2 separate regions of the Oryza sativa genome follow, and region 1 is linked to region 2. Evidence: chromatin contacts called from public HiCAR-type data. All regions are on one chromosome and are shown on one strand. The core of a region is the stretch at or near the end of the contact, and the rest is flanking DNA. Distances in the headings are between cores, read along the strand shown. Region 1 holds the start of LOC4341430. Region 2 has its middle 8.5 kb from the start of LOC107281218.

Region 1 (2,700 bases), core at 79-2,578, 40 kb before region 2:
ACAGCAACACACCTCTCCCCGTCGACGATGAGCACCCGTTCCAGCGGGAGAGGCGGCCGGCTACGAGCGGCCGTTCGAGCGGGACAGGCTAGTGGCGGTCGGTGGGAGAGGCGCGCGATGGGTGGAGGCTCGACGGTGGCGGGCGGCAGGAGAGGCACGCGGCGAGTGGGGGCTCGATGGCGACGGGTGATGGGCTCTTGGAGGTTGGCGGGTAGAGGCCCGCAGCGGCCCCTTCCTCTTCCCCTCGCCGCTGCAACCGTGCGCTGCCGTCGGGTCGTCTCGATCTGTGCGTACATCTTGGAGGTGAGGACGATGACAACGCCGCAGCTTCCTGATTCGGTGCAGATCTCGGACCACGTCGCCGCCGCCCCTCCTTTCGTGCTCTCGGTCCCGTCCTGACCTTGGGCAGCCGCTCCTCCCTAAACGCTGACTCCTCCCCGTCCACCATCCTTCCTCGCCAGCCGGTGAGTGCGCGCCCTCCACTTCCTCCCGCCGACCCTTCGCTTCTTTCCTCCTTGTTGAGGTCCACCACCAGCGTCACGCCCTGCAGCGGTCGCTCGTAGAAGCTCGCCGCTGAACCACCCGATGGGGAACACCGCGCAGAGCACGTCGTCCATGTCCACCCCGCACCGCGCACCGACTCCACGAACGGCGGGTGCTTCGGCGGCAGCGCCAGCGTCACGAACTGCTCCTCCAGTGTCAGCGTCGGGAGGGCGGCGCTGCGGTGGACGACGTGAGAGAGGACGGATGCCGAGGAGGCGTTAGCAATGTTGACGCGGAGCTCGTGGGATTCGCCGCCGGCGCGGGCGATGATGAACGCGCAGCGCCACTGCTGCCACCGCCCGCCGCCTGCCGTCGCTCCGCCTGTCACCCCCTTTGCGTCGCCGCTCGTCCTTCTCCTTTGCCGTGTAGGGGAGAGAGAGGGGGGATAGAGAGAAGAGGGAGGCTGACATGTGGGACCACATGGGTCCCATAGTTTTTTATTATTTTCCCAAGATCCAATTGCCACATAAACTTCACGTCAATACCACGTGGGATGAGGTCCTAGTCAAAGGGAGCCACGTGATCTAAAACTGGGCATAATACTGCCGAGGGACCTCTTTTATATGGTTTTGTAAGTTGAGGGACCCGTCGTACCCGATTTTGTGATTAATGGATGAAAATTAGAGAGAGACCTGAAGTGAACTTATTCCTTTTCTTCCTTATCTCTGAATTCTGAAATCTGGCCGCCTGGTCGGTCAGGTCACGCCACGCGTGCGAGTACGACGCATCGCAACTCGCAGTCGCCGCCGCCCTCCTCCCAACCCGCGCGGCGCCGCTCGCTCGCGCAGTCCATCGAGCCGCAACAAAAGCGGAAATAAATCCCCCACAAACCCTACCCTTCTCTCCCCTCCACTCCCCCACCTCCGCGCCTCTCTCCGCCGTGTTCCTCCCGCCCGCCGCCGCCTTCCCGCCGGACCTAGCTCCTCCCCCGCCGTCCTCGACCTCACCGGAGGTGAGCCCCCCTCCCCCCCGGGAACCCGCATTGCGGTTTGACGTCGAGTAGGTAGGGTTTTATCTGCGTGCGAACGTGTGCTGATGTAACCCTAGTTTTGGATCCCCCTAGGTGGCGTGGTGCGGGAACGGGCAGGGCGCCGTGATGGAGATCCCCAAGCAGGGGCAGCCGCCGCGGGTGGCGGGGACGCCGCCGACATTGCCTGGGGCGATTACCCACACTACGCAGGTTGGGTACCCGGCCGTGTTCTACAATGGCAACTGGGGCGCGCAGGTGCCGGCCAGCAGCTACCTGATCGTGCCCATGAGCGAGCCGCCGGCGCAGGTTGGTGTGCCCAGGCCCAACGCGCTGGGCCTCTCCGGGTCCGGGGCCAGGCCGTTGAGTAGGGTGTCGCTTAGGCCGCCGCAACAGGTGCTGAGTGTCCAGACAGCTTTGCCTGGTATGGCCGCGATGATGCCATCGCCGTCTATGATAGCAGGTAAGAAGATGGCAGCGTCGCCGAAGGTTCAGATGCTGAAGTCTGTGCCCTTTCGGTCTGCTGGTAGCAAGCGTCCTGCGCAGGAACTGCTGCCCAAGGCACAGCCGCAATTATTTGAGTCCGTGAGATCAAAGTTCAGAGAGACTCTGGCTGCTGCCCTGAATATGGATTCTGACCAACAGTGTGCCCCGCAATCCGTTGAAACCGTGTCACATGTTGGATCTGCTAGCGAGAACAAGCAAGCCGATGGTGCTGGTATTGATTCTGTCACAGAGACTAGTGCTTTGAAAAGCGGGCAACATAACATGTTAAGTAGCAATTCGGCATCAAACATGTCGATCAAGGTGAGTGATGATATGCAGCAGCAATCAATACATGTTCCTTTGGAAAATAAAGTACTGGATAACAATTCTTGCACTTTAGATGAGCTTCTGCAAGGCCATGGACTTTGCTGGTCTTCTGACGTTGTTGGAGCTTCTGAAACTATTTCTCAATCCGATCCAGACAGAGTCAGAAAATCTGATATTGATGAAGGTGTTGATGTATCTCTGATTGAGCATGAGTCTAAAAGAATAAAGACTGATGATGGGGCAGCAGAAGAAAAGAAGAGTGTAACCCAAAAGGCCCAAATTTTAGCATTTGAAATTGAAGGTGAGCTGTTCACTTTATTGGGAGGAGTTAACAAGAAATACAAGGAGAAGGGTCGATCACTTCTGTTCAACTTAAA
Region 2 (2,700 bases), core at 29-2,528:
TTCTCACTATGTTCCACATCTACGACCCCACCACCCACCTCGTCTCCACCCGCCTCGTCGGACTGTCCCCGCACACTCTCCTTCCTAGCCATGTTGCTCGAACCCAACATCACACTACTCATCACCATGGCAATCTACAACCCCAACCCGACCTTCTTCACCTAAGCCATAGGGGACACACCGATCTCACCTACATGGGCACCCACATCAGCGGCATAAAGATCGACCAGGGGAAAAGCTCGAGCTAGAGGAGATGGCAACATGACGACGGTGCTCACCATCCATACCGGCCGCTTCGCCGGTTACATCATGCAGCTTGTCCGCTATGTGATGGCCGTCGGTGGCGCTCAACGCGAGCAAGAGGATCACCGGCATCAAGTCCCCGAATTCCTCGCCTCCGCAGCCGTTGGTAGATGCCTCTTGCTGCTTCGTCATCGTCAATCGAATTTGTTGCTGCCGGAGTGCAGCCAACAGAGGTCGATGGAGGAATGGCTGCCATAGTGCGGCATCGACGAGGCGCGATAGCTCCCATCTCCCGGGCGCGACATAGACTATAGAGGGGATTAGCGGCGGTTGGCCGCCTCAACTCTTCCCTCCCAAGCGACGCGCGGGAGGTGGGAGAGAGGACACGAGGCGAAGGCGGTGACCAGTGGTGCGAACCAGTCGTCGTCTGCCTCAACCTCGCTAATCGTGCCACCCTCGTCCTTAGCTTCCCCGTGCCCACCCGCTCCCATGCCCCCTCTTCTCCTTGCCCTTGTCTTTGATGTCATGGGCCACACTGTCCTCGGCCTCGGCCTCCCCATGCCGAACCTCGACCTCGCTGGCCACATCGTCCTCAGCCTCAGCCTATTGCCAAAGCTTGGACGGATAGAAAGGTGTGCGTCGCCGCCATGCGCTTGGGGGAGAGGTGCAAGAGAAGTTTTGCTTTTATATTTTTTTGTGTGACTTACATGTGGGCCTCACATATTTTTTTTATTCTCTCGTTACTGACTAGGATGACACGTCAGTGAAACCACTCATGCATACTGCCATGGGACCTTCTTTGCACGGTTTTGAACACATAAAGGGTAGAAATTTCTGATATCGGGGATTAGGGATGTCATACAGATTCGACGTAAAATTGAGGGACAGCAAGTGGACTTATTCCGTAAACTAGTAGAAGCCCTTGGCCGAACGAGAATATCACAGTTTGGGCCATTAAAGAAGCCCACTACTGCTGGAATACAAAGCCAGCCATCAATATAACTACTTGGGCCAAACCCAGTTAATTATGTAAGAAAATGTGAACTCCCTATGGGCTCAGATGGGCCATATTTCCTGCACCAAAGCTGATTCATACCCCATGTTTGACTCCTTTGGAAAGTAAGTCCACTTTGACTTCTTCAGTTTCAGGTGCAATCTGATTCATACCCCCTAACCAAATTACCAAATATTTTGACCCATCAACTATTAAACCAGATATTTTGACCCATCATCTATTAAAACCAGTGCAACATAACTCCTTTGGTGGTTTTAAAGGCGGTTTTCATTGACGTGTCGAATTGACTTAGTCTCTGAGTCTGACTTGTCATTACAATAACAAAAATAATAAAAATAGCATGTGGACCCATGGGTCAGGACTGTTTCCTCTCTATATACTCCTTGTTTCTCCTCTTTCTCTATGGTCGGGACGACGACGATGCCAACAAGCTAGAGTGGGCAAGGACGGTCGGCAGTTTCGACGAGCACAGAGCTAGGTGCCAGCGTGGCCCGAGGCGGAGTCCGAGCAGCTGTGATGGCTGATGAGAGGGATCCGCGACGGGGCTTCACCCAAGACAGAGCGACGGCCTCGAGGCACAACGATGGTGCGCCCTCAAGACGGAGCGGCGGCTTACACTGATCTACAGCTCATTGCCCTTGAGGCGCAATGGCAGCACGACTTGAGATGGAGCGGTGGCGGCACGACCTCGAGGGAAGGGAGCTCGTCAATGGCATGACCTGCAGGGTGGTGAGAGGTTGAGGAGATGGCGTGCCGGCATCACTGACAGCGCAATGAAGTAGCTGGAGAAGATGAAGAAGGACCCCATCACCCACTGGATCATAGCATTCCCCTCCACGAAGTCCAGCGCCACCGATGCCGCTGCAAAGCACACCACCACCGACCCCCTTCTCTCCCTCGACCATCTCCGTTCGTCGCTACAATCCCCTAAGTCCGCCCATCGCTAGTCATTGCCGCAATCCACTCCGCCTCCATATCGCCTCGATTCCCTCAGTCCGCCCATCGGCCATCGCCGCTCGCTGCCTGACTGGCTGTTGTGTCGCGTGTTTGCTAGCGGTCCGGCACCGGAGCGTGTCCATGGAGTCGATGGAGAACTTGTGGAGGCGAGCAAACAGTAGAGGGTGTCGATGGTGCTGCTGCCCCAGGGGCGTCGTGTGGGGAAAGGAGAAAAAGGAGAGAATAAAGAGGACATGACACTGACACGTGGGATCCGCATGCTGACTCAGCCATTTTGACTTTAGGTCAACATGCCACGACGGCAAAAACCGATCTCAAAACAGCCGAGGGAGTCGAATTACACTAGTTTCAATAGTTGGAGGGTTAGGATATCTGGTTTTGCGGTTGGGTGATACGAATTAGACTGGAGCTATAATTGAGGGAGTTAAAGTGGACTTATTCCTTTCTAAACGAGGCTAGAACAGTATTTTCCCGAGTAAATTGAC

The links. HiCAR-type assays count read pairs that join an accessible place to other places.
Region 1: a contact with region 2 is called in a HiCAR-type map of leaf, with 4 times the contacts expected there. The contact joins the promoter of LOC4341430 here to the enhancer-like site in region 2. A contact is called at or near these places in 8 of 15 Hi-C or Micro-C datasets (leaf, leaf mesophyll, panicle and 2 more) and 1 of 4 datasets of contacts at active chromatin or transcription factors (leaf).

What each region holds. Positions count from the first base shown.
Region 1 is chr6:24,299,664-24,302,363 of ASM3414082v1, reverse strand. LOC4341430 reads left to right here and starts at 1,328. Exons shown (of 5, transcript XM_015785624.3): 1 at 1,328-1,495; 2 at 1,607-2,700. The coding sequence starts at 1,640.
Region 2 is chr6:24,259,634-24,262,333 of ASM3414082v1, reverse strand. It overlaps the pseudogene LOC107281301. Among protein-coding and RNA genes, the nearest start is that of LOC107281218, 8.5 kb to the right of the region's middle. Within about 2 kb of position 1,278, at least 14 of the 15 cell types and tissues checked have open chromatin away from gene starts, as enhancers often do. A contact at or near this core is called in leaf, panicle and seedling, where this site is marked.